Regions from separate parts of the Mus musculus genome. Here region 1 is linked to region 2. A link is a contact called in public HiChIP or PLAC-seq data. All regions are on one chromosome and are shown on one strand. Each heading gives the region's core, a stretch centred on a gene start, on an enhancer-like site or on the middle of the called end of the contact. The rest is flanking DNA. Distances are from core to core; before and after follow the strand shown.

Region 1 (5,240 bases), core at 1,702-4,201, 360 kb before region 2:
TCCTATGAGCGCAGGCCCACAGTCAACTCCATAAGGATTCCTCTTGCACTCTGGCCCTGAAATTATAGTTCAGGCGAGTCAAAACCACCAGACTACAGAAAACTCATTAACTTGTACCTTTCCGGCTCCTGTGAACTGGATGTCTGTGGAGGAGACTTGGCGCAGAGGGGAATCACTTCACCATTGGAAGATGACGGCTCTAGGTGAGCCTCCTGAGCTCTTGGACAGGGAACCGCATCTGGAGAGGCATGCTTGGCACGGGAGTGGAAATTCTGGAAAAACTGGAGATCAAATAGCTACTCCTGACCACGTCACCTTTATGCCTGCCCGGCTCACTGGGGCAGCTGCCTTTGCATAATGGAAGGGCGTGGCCCCGAGCCCACAGGAGGGTTTCCAAATGGAGGATCTCCTCTGACCATCTTGTCTAACTGCAGCTATTTAGAGTCTGAGGCACCCCTCCCAGGCGTCCTGCTCCAGGAGCACAGCCATGTTGTATGGGTGTTGAACTCTGGGGAGGTCAGCATAAGGGGAGACCTGGCTTTCCCAAGGTCAACCTTACTGACATTTGATGGTCAAAAGACTTGTTGTTGTTGTTAGCAGCTCCATCCATCTCAGTACAGCAACCCAGACTGTCTCTAGATATGGCTTCAGTTGAGAACCCCTGATATAGAGGAGAGCCACATTTACTTCCAAATACCCACAGTGTGGGAGGACATTGACTCCCTAGTCTCTACAGAGGTGCCAGGGTCCTGCACAGCCATGGCTAGACATAACTATATTGGAGAGGGTGGAGAGGCAAAAGACCTCATTTACATCTGCTGTTCTACCCTACGTGGAGTATGAACTCCAAAGCAAAGCTGTTGTCAGGAAGAGACAGAAAGCCAGCAACTCGCTGAGAACCCAGCAAGGGGTGGCTTAGGGTAGAGAGCTGAGAACTGAGATTTCCCAAGCCTTCCGCAAGGCCGTGGAAGTTAAGGATGTGATTTCACGGAGCAGGCTGATAGAGGATTGGAGTGAGGAGTCGGACATTTTGGCTTAGCTTCCTGGCACCTCAGGCAAGGCCTGACTGGAGAACAGCGGCTGAGCATTCAGTCCAGCACCCTAACAGAGACTCCGGGGTGCCCTCAAACTTCCTCATAGAGTTTGGCAGTCAGGCTTGGGAGTCCTGTTCTGCGGTTACTTTCTGAGTTAATGCTAACTAACAGCATGGGACAGCTGGGAGGGCCAGACAGAGTAGGGACCTGATAACACTCAGGTGAGAGAGTGGGGGAGGGGTGGCGAGGTGGTGGTGGTGGTGAGGTCTGTCAACAAATCCAATGTCACATGATCAGTTTGGATGTGAGCTTCTGTAGGCCTTGGGGGCTCTTGGGGGAGCTCTGGCACCTTTTCAGGCAGCTGCCATTGTTCAAGCCCAGAAGGCTGCCGTTGCCCTGGGCTACTTCCAGAGCCTGGTGTCTCAGTTTCTGAACAAGTTATGACTGACAATGTCTGCATACAGCGGCCAAAAGGAAATGTGGGATAAATAGCAGGCTGCCCTAGGTACATGCAGAGATGTAAGCATTTGGCTGCTTCTGTGACTCCCTTAGATACTGTTAGGCGGCTCTTTTTACAGATCCTCATGCCCAGGAGCTCGAACTTCATCCCAGAAGCCGCAAAGGGCCCACCAAAAATATCTGAATAAAGGCAGGAGAGACTGAGCAGAGCCTAGCAGCTACAATACAATTGAAAATCATCCTCCCTGTTCTTCTGCAGACATGTCTTGGCTGCATTCTTCTTCTAGATTGAGTTGAGACTCTGTTAAGCTTTAACCAACCCTCCCTCTAAGCTGAGATTTTTATTTGCAGTTCATCATATTTATAAATTATTTATATTCATAGATAAACATATAAATTATTCAGGGATGGATTAATAGTTTTATCATAGTGTTTGTTACTGAGGAAGAAGATTCGGAACTCTGGTGCCACAGTTTTAAAGCTGCTAAGAGTCCCAACCTCTTTTCTTTAAGTAGAAACTCTTCAATTTATGAACAAGAAGGACACAGTGGCCTTGAGAGCTAGAATAGGCACTGTAACAAGGCAGGACAAGACTTTGGAGCTGTCAGAATTAAACTGCATCTAAAATCGGTGACCTGGCAGATAGAGTCATGTACTCAGGCTCCCGAAAGAAAACAAATTACATGTCTCTCAACAAGACACTCTTGCTGAAAGGTGAAGATCTAATTTTGAATAGTAAAAGAGAAACACTTGAAGCAACTTGGAAAGGAAGCCACCCTTGAGTCGACGAGTCACTGGACAGTTGAAGTTAGGCTGCCTCTGTGCTCCGCAGAGGGGCACTGCGGTCCGAAAGAAAGTGCATAGATCCTAGGGCCACCAGCACTTGCTGGAAATTTCTAGCTCTGGGCAGGTTATGTGACCTCTCTGTATGCCTCAGTTCCCTTGTCTGTAAAATGGGAACAACAATGGTACCTAGTTCACAGGGTTTACAAGGACCAGACAAGCTGTTGTTATAAATATAACAAGGCATAAGTACACATGAGGCCAGTTGGTCTGTGTTATTCCAGCACAAAGCAGCTGAAGGAAAATTCAATCTGCGTCCATTATGCCAGACACAACTTACAAAGGATGTGGTAGTAACCTGTGTCCCAGACAAATCTGCACCGTATTCCCCCCACACCCAGTGAGGCTCCTGTCTGGCCCTCAGCTCAGATCCCCAAACTGGGGGAGCCCCGATTCCAGCAGTGCTGTGAGCTGGTGAAACACACACAGACCTTCAGCATGAGCTGCAGTCAAGGCTCCAGGCTCCAGTGGACTAACCACACTGCTTTTCTTGAGTAAGAGGCCTGAACTTTGTGCTGGTTTCTTTTGGTAAGGCACCTCACTTCCTTGTGGCGATGCAATCTCAAAGGCCACTCTTGGACATCGGCAGCCAGATAAGGAGTTATGACTGTGTTTCTAAAGAATGGGGTTGGGTAACAGGAGCTCAGGAGCTCATAACTTCCCCCTTCGGGTGAAGAGACACCCCCACAGCCCAGATGGCTGTGTACGACATTTGCATGTATGTGTGTATGTCAGTGCATGTGTGTATCAGTGCATGTGTGTATCAGTGCATGTGTGTAGGTGGAGTGCCAAGGCTCACATCCAATGTCTTCCTCCATTACTGTCTTTCTCAGTTACAGAGTGAAGCAGGGTCTCTCAACATACCTAGAGCTGGAAGGCTCACCCAGTCTAGCTGGTCAGCCTTCCCTGGGGAGCTCCTCTTTCCACCTGCAGAGCTCTGGAACCGGATCCTCCACACCCACATGGCTTTACAGGGGCACTGGGGATCTATACGCTGATCTTCACGCTTGTTGGGCAAGTATTTTATCCACAGAATCATTTCCCCAGCCTGGCAGAGGTTTTCAAAGGGGGTGGTGGGGTGGAGGTTACATAGAGACATAATCATTTCAGACTGGAAAAAAAATGAAAACACTTGAATTTTTAATTCTAATGGTCTGTGATTATTAAAACACACAGCACACTCACACCCACAGAAACTACACACACACACACACACACACACATCACATCACATCACGTATGCATAGACAGATGCTCTTGCCACACCATGCATGTCTATGGAGGTTAGGGGACAACCTCCATAGGTAGAGGAGGTTCCTGCCTTTCACTGTGGGTCTGGGGAACTGAACTCAGATCACCAGGTTTGCAAGGCCAGAACTTTGTCACAATGCCCAACTCTTTAATATCTTGTTCTTGTTCTTGTTAATTTCTAATTTTAGCATATTCAACTCCAGGAGATTCAATAAGGCATGCACAGAGATAAAACAGAAATAAGGGAGGGGGCTTAATAATATCAGGTTCTATAATGGCAAGAAACCCACATTAAAATGTCAAAGAGGTCACATTAAATGCAAAAGCTGTAGATGGGTGTGATCCACAGATAGATGAAGAACAGATGGTCCATAGACCGGGATGCTGTTAGCCTTAGAAAGGAACCTGGAGGTCAAAGTTGTACACACTACGAGGACCTTAAGGTCTGTCTGTAAAGTATCGCATGGCTGCAGTTACATGTGGTTCTAAGAAGTTTTTAATTTTGGTTTGGGGTTGTTGGGAATCAAGCCCAGGGTCCCTCTTCTGCTCAGCACAAAATGCTATGTCACACCCTAGCCAGGGTCCCATTGGTGGTCAGAGTCTCAGGGACAGAAGGTGGCACTGTTGGGGCAGAGGCTGGGTGAGGAGAAAATAGGAAGCCGATGTTTTTTAAGTTGTGCAAGAAGACAATGGATGCGGGAAAGATGGTGGAATTTTGTTGTGCTTATTTCGTCACAATTTAAGGAATACTATTTTTAAAAAGCAAGTGCACACTCTTGTTTATTTAACATTACAAAGAGAGGAAGAGGCAAGCCAGGCAAGGTTTCCCCTAGAAAATAGGGGGAGGATGGTGGAATCCCAACTGATTCCAGATGAAATCAGCCACCGAAAAAACTAGGAAATCTTGTGGGGGAGAAGTGCTCAGAGAGTGCAGGGAGCCAACCTCTTGGCTCTGGACAGCTGATCCCCAAAAGCAGAATCTCACTGACAACTCCATGTGCATATTCAGGCTACCACCACCAGGGAAATAACAGCCAACTGGGCGTGGCCAGCTGGTGTGGCACATTGGCAACTGCCAATTTAACTTGAAGACGAGGACTAAGGATGGAAGACCCCCATCCCTTACCTAGTTTGTGAAAAATGCTGAGCTATATCCCCAGCCAGGGGAAGAGATTATCAACATTGTCTTCTTTCATTAAGCAATGATGGGGTGTGGAGAAGGCTCTGTGGGCAGAAGTGCTCGGTACACAGGCATGAGGACTCAAGTTCAAGTCCCATAATCTATATAAAAGGCAAGGCTATAGGGTGCCTGTCACCCCACACTAATGGACATGGAGACTGGAGGAATGCTGGCCCTTTCTAGTCACCAGCCTAGCTCCAGATTCAGTGAGAAACCCAGTCTCAAAGGCATATGCCATAGATGATAGAGCAACACACACACACAGAGCAATGGCATTTATGATAAGACTGTGATAGGATGCAACCTCCTCATCCATCCAGCTTCATGCCTTCTTTCTCTCTTCAGAAAATAAACAAGCAAAACCAAAACAGACGAGAGAGAGAGAGAGAGAGAGAGAGAGAGAGAGAGAGAGAGAACAGGAAACATTCTGAGTTGGCCATCTACTGCTGGGCACTGGGCCTCCCCGTAACTGT
Region 2 (5,648 bases), core at 2,911-5,410:
GCTGGGTGTGGTGGCGCACGCCTTTAATTCCAGCACTTTGGGAGGCAGAGGCAGGTGGATTTCTGAGTTCGAGGCCAGCCTGGTCTACAGAGTGAGTTCCAGGACAGCCAGGGTTACACAGAGAAACCCTGTCTCAAAAAAAGCAAACAAACAAACAAACAAATAAAAGACCACATCCTGGAAGATCCTGCATTAGCTCCTGCCTCCAGGCTAGCAAACGTGTGTTGGAATTCCTGCCCTCACTACTTTTGATGATGAACTGTTAAACGGAAAAAACAAGGAAAACAAACCCTTTCCTGCCCAAGTTGTGTTTTCTCATAGTGTCTCATCTCAACACTAGTGATGCTAGCCAAGTTTCCTATGATATTTGTCTATCTGGACCACATATTCTTCCATTTCTTCTCATCCTTTTCTTCATAGAAGTGAGTCCACCTGGCCAGATCACCTTGACAGAGCATCTTCTGTCAAATGTCCCCTTTTAATTTAACTATTTACTTTATTTTTACTTATGCTTGCTTGTGTATATGTCTGTATATGCATGGCCAAATGAAGATGTTGGATCACCTAGGTCTGGAGTTACAGGTTGCCAGATGAAGGTGCTGGGAATAGAATTCCAGTCTTCTGTAAGAGTATCAAGTGCTCGTATCTGATGAGCCATCTCTCCAGCCCATTCAAATGCTCTGTAGGCTCAAAAAAAAAAAAAAAAAAAAAAAAAAACAAACAAACAAAAAAAACAACTCTCCCCTGCCCACACGTACCTGCCTGGGCCTAAAGCCTGGAAACAACTGGCCCTGAAGGTAATACTGAGACCAGAGTATCTTCATCCAGGTAAGGATAAAAGTGCCCTGTCTGGTAGAAAAATGCCAGCTCTGAGATTGTAGAGGTGGAGTTCCAGGATCAAAGGCCTTGATCTTGGCTCCAGTTGAGCACCTCAGGGGGGCCTCTGAACACCTCCCCTCTCCCACACTCAAACCTTCCCTAGACCAGATAAACCACAATCATTGGTGCAGAGCAGCAGAGCTGAGAACTATCTGTCACACTAGAGAGGAAGTAGAGTGCTCCAGGGCAAGCCAGGAGATTTTGCCCCAAGGGGAGGGAGCAGACACAACAACCTGTGTAGATGGTTACAAAGCATGCTGGCACCTTTTCTATGCCTTTCCAAGGTTTTCTAAAATGAAACCAAAAATACAGCCTCAAATCCTGGAAGAGCAAAACGCAAAGATGTTCATTTGGATAGACACATCTCTAAACTGCCACCAAGCTGAGGATTCTATTTATATAGTGTTTTCTCCAGTTGTTAGCAGCAAAGGCAGCTGAGTCCTCAGCTACTGGAGTTGCAAGACTAGCCAGCTTAGGAAAGCACAGATGCTCCAGAGAATTATGGAGGATTCTTATTCAAACAATTAGCAAAACAGTTTCTGATTTGTTTTAATGGCTTGATGCTTCCTGAAAGGCTGCCATCCTGGGCCTTTCCCCTGGGAACAGTTATCAGGCAATCCTTCTGGAAGAAATCCCCAGTGCTGTAGCAATGTTCTCAGCACTGAGCCTTCCAGAAGAGGCTCAAGAAGACTTAAGGAATAAACATAATTAGGTTCAGGAAGTAAACAACTCACAAGTCCCAGGAAGTTCCTGAGATTACAGGATTCATCAGCACCCCCCCCTCCTGCCCCCAGGGTTATACAAGCAGTAACAACTGCTCAGTAGAAAAGACTCTCTGGCAGACCCAGTGACCTTCAAAGCCATGCAGGGAGCTTCAGGAACTCATCCTCTATGAACTGTCATCTATGTTTGCAATGGGCTTCTTGGTGATAGAGTGGCCTTTGAGCCACTTATGCTCCTATAAATAATCCCAATAAACTGGTTCACTAAGCTAGACTTGGGTAGAATGTGTTCTTTAGTGTGTTGTCTGTGCCCTGTCTGGGATGAATAGACATTTCATCACCTCTCCCTAGGGTCAGTCACATGACAGCCATTTACTTGCCTCCTAGTGATTACTACCCTGCTTTAATTTCTTCTAAGAACACTGACTAGTGATGGATGACTGAGGATCTCCCTTCTGCATGTTAATTAGATACGTTATGCAATGCTTGGATTTACTTGTTTTTGAAATCCACTAAGGAAAAAATCAGAATTCTTCAGGAAAGAATGAAATTCCTCCAGGTGTGTTCTTTGGGTTCTACGATGGAACATAGGATCTGCTTCCAGCTGCCATGGGGCATCATGCACACACACACACACACACACACACACACACACACACACACATGTGCACACTCATACACATGCCATGGCACTTGTGTGGTGCTTAGAAGATAACTTTTGGAAGTCAGTTCTCTCCTTCCATAGTGTGTTCCAGGCATAGAATTCAGATAATCGGGCTTACATAGCAAGAGCTTTTATTTTCTGAGCCATCTCATAAGCCAGACAGCAAATATTTTAACCAAGTTCACATAAGCTTTCAGGAGTGATCTTGGTAGGAAGCAGGCACCTTGGGGAGAATTTTCCATTTTCTTCATGAATTGTCCTTCAATGTTTGCCCAGAACAGTAGAAAGCACATTTAAGGATGCCGAGAAGGATAGATGTGAGCTCCTATGACTTCCTGTTGTTGTGGTAGCTAAGATACTCTCAAGTGCGGTCCAGCACAGCTGCAATGCTGTCAAGCAGAGATGACCACAACCTTCTCTGTAGTCCTGCAAGTCTCTCACACCCGGGACACAGGCACGACCCTTTTCCTTTCTATAATATTTGATTTCCTGTCAAGGGGCTAAGCCAACGGAGCCAAGGGTCCAGATGTTCCCACTACTCCCATCAGTGGCCCCGCCTCCCCCCACCTGCACTGAGACCTCTTGCTCCAGGGAGATGCATCTTCCCTGTGTACATTTGACACCATCTGGAGACACAAATGCGTGACTCCTATTGCCTTCCCTATGCGCAGCAGACTCTGCACTAGGAATGAGTTATAGTTTTTATTTGTTTCTTTCTCTTTCCCTCGAGTCTTTGCTGTACCTTTGCATTAGCAATGTAACACACATGGTGAGAGGCTTTCAGATACAGGAAAGCATGGAGATGATCAGAACCTCCTCTGAAAGCAGCATCTTGCCAGGGCTTCCGGTGATACTCTGACATTTGTACTCTGGGCTGGGTGACACGTGCAGCTTGACATGTAGGCAGAAGACATGGTCTGCAGTAGGACCGGATGCTGCCTTTTTGGTTGACCTTGGTGTCTGGAAGGCTTAGGAATTATCTGCATTTCAGTAGGAATGCAAAGGGTCAGCTTCAGATCTGGGGGTGGAAGATAGATAATAAATTCCCATCTCCACAGACATCCATGCCACAGCTGGAACTGGTGAGCTAGCATTATGATCTTCTCTGTGGCTTTCCTCCCTAAATGTTATTTCCCTAACTCCCTAAATGTTAGCTGGAAACAGGGGAGGGTGGTCAGGAATATCCAGGTGAGCTCAGACATGGTCATACACATCCTTATGAAAGGAGCACCGGGAGATGTGACATACATGGGGAGAAGCTCACATGACCCTGGAGGCAGTGATGGAAGTGAGCCAAGCCCAAGTCAACACCAGAAGCTGGAGAAGGAGGGGGAGGCTTCTCCTCTGCAGTGTCCAGAGGGATGGAAGCCTGTCTGTATCGTGGGTTGCCACTTATTTCAGACTTCTAGTCTCTTTGTTACTTTAAGCCAACAAGAATGTGGCAGTTCATTGCAGAAATTACAGAAAATCAAGGAATCAAACAGAATAGGCCCTGGTATGGAGCCAGGTCCTGGACCCAAAACACACCCAGTGTCAGAAATCAGGAAGTCAGACAGACAAACAAAAGGATAGAAAAGAGGGGTAGAATCAGGATCCAGTGCACTTCAGGTCCCTCCCAATATATAATTCTCCTCTTTGTGTTTCCAAAAGCTACATGTCCTGGGGCTCAGAGATGTGGTTCCATCTCAGCACAGATTCGTACTGAGGGAGCTGCATGCTATCCAACCTGTGAGGATTCAGACAAAGCCCTTCAGGCATATGGCTCTCCAGAGTGTCCAAACGTGAAGCTGACACCTCAAGAAAGAACCATGTCCTGTCAGAATGAAACAGGGATGTGCCTGAGATGCCAGGGGTGGGTGGTAGCACCCATGCACTGGCTCTGAGGGAGCAGGGTTAATGGCTCAGAAGTGGACTCATGTATTAGTCAGCCTTTCAGCACTGTGACAGGATCCTTGATGTCTATACCTTAAAAGGAGGATTTGGGTTTGTGGCTTCAGAGGTTTTGTGGGCCCCATTGCTATGGACCTGTGATAAGGCAGAACATAACCATGGAGGGAGGAGCTGTGTGGTGGATGCTGCTCACCCCAGGGAAACCAAGAAGCAGAAACAGGGGCAAGATAGACCTTTCAAAGACATGCCCCTGGTGACTCACCTCTTCCAACCAAACCCTCTCTCCTTCTAGTCCCTTTAGGTTATGAACTCATTAGTAGGGTAATTCATTGGTAAGGTTGAAGTCAGAGTCCTCACTGAATCAGATCATTGATGAAGCCCGAGTCTTTATGATCCCTTCAATTCCCAGCAGCACTCTCACCTGGGGATGAAGCCTTTGGAGGAGCACTTCATGTTAGAGTTTGAATATGAAACTTACCTCTTATGCTCATGTTTTGAATACCTCATCCCAAGCTGGTAGCACTAATTTTAGAGGAAACTTAAGGAGGTGGCATCTAGCTGGATGAAGGTCCCTGGGTGTGGGTTCTAGGGACTATATTCTCTCTGGTGTCTTTACCAACCCCCTTCCTGCCTCCTGTTGGCAAAGGGGTGAGTAGCAGCCCCTTTCACAGACTCCTGACACCAGGATGATGCTCTCCCCATACTCATGGGGAAGAGTAACCATGGGCTGAACCCTCTAAAACCACCAGCCAGGATAAATCCTACTCCCTCAAAGGGTCTTTAGAGGGATTTGGTCTCAGTGATAGGAAAAGTGAAATAACACACCCCACATCTAAGCCACTCACAGCCATTTCTAGAATATCCTATCCATCCCCCCTTGTATGTCATATTTCATTAGACGTTAGTTGACTCCTAAGGGAACTTGATGGTGAGTTTGCTCTAAGGGTCTCTCAGTGGCCTTCCTCTGTCCTGGAGATTTCCCCTTGAGGTGTTTGTGCTTGCCACCAGACCCCCTTGGGTCCCTGACTGAACTGGCCAGAGAGCAGCTGTGTGTTGCTCTCAGATTTCTTACAGAATGCTGACATCATGTACAGTCCTCCCCAGAAACACAAGAGCCAGGTGGGTATGAGGCAGAACACCCCACTGATAATTCCAGGCTGCGGCAGTGGGTGGGAGCCAGAAACTGAGAACTGAGGTGGAAGTAGCTGACTGGGCTGGGGGTGGGGACTTCCTGTCTGAGCCTGTGAATGATAGGACAAACCTTCCAGACTTCAGGTGGGGGAGGCTGCTACCCCGGGTTTGTGGGCAATCAGTTACCCTTTCCTCAAAGGCAACGCTGTGAGAGCTGTTGCCCGAGAACAGACTCCCTCCCTTTCCCAGAGCTTGGACAGCTGCCAGAGCCTGTCTTCTGGTCCCACAGTCCTGGACTGATAGAGAGCTTTCGGCCATGGAACTGAGAAAGTATCTGACCTTAGTGGAAAAAGCCATCACAT

Evidence for each region. HiChIP or PLAC-seq counts read pairs in DNA pulled down with a chosen protein or histone mark.
Region 1: a contact with region 2 is called in a FOXA1 HiChIP or PLAC-seq map of pancreatic cancer cells. The contact joins two enhancer-like sites. A contact is called at or near these places in 1 of 39 promoter capture datasets (the 3T3-L1 cell line) and 2 of 115 datasets of contacts at active chromatin or transcription factors (effector CD8 T cells and pancreatic cancer cells).

What each region holds. Positions count from the first base shown.
Region 1 is chr1:91,039,457-91,044,696 of GRCm38.p6, reverse strand. It overlaps a transcript of Lrrfip1 not described here. Among named protein-coding and RNA genes, the nearest start is that of Lrrfip1, 11 kb to the left of the region's middle. Within about 2 kb of position 2,951, at least 74 of the 459 cell types and tissues checked have an H3K27ac peak or open chromatin away from gene starts, as enhancers often do. A contact at or near this core is called in pancreatic cancer cells, where this site is marked.
Region 2 is chr1:90,676,528-90,682,175 of GRCm38.p6, reverse strand. Gm9991 (a long non-coding RNA gene) reads right to left here. Exons shown (of 3, transcript XR_878398.1): 3 at 2,521-3,283. Among named protein-coding and RNA genes, the nearest start is that of Gm9991, 4.9 kb to the right of the region's middle. Within about 2 kb of position 4,160, at least 26 of the 459 cell types and tissues checked have an H3K27ac peak or open chromatin away from gene starts, as enhancers often do. A contact at or near this core is called in pancreatic cancer cells, where this site is marked.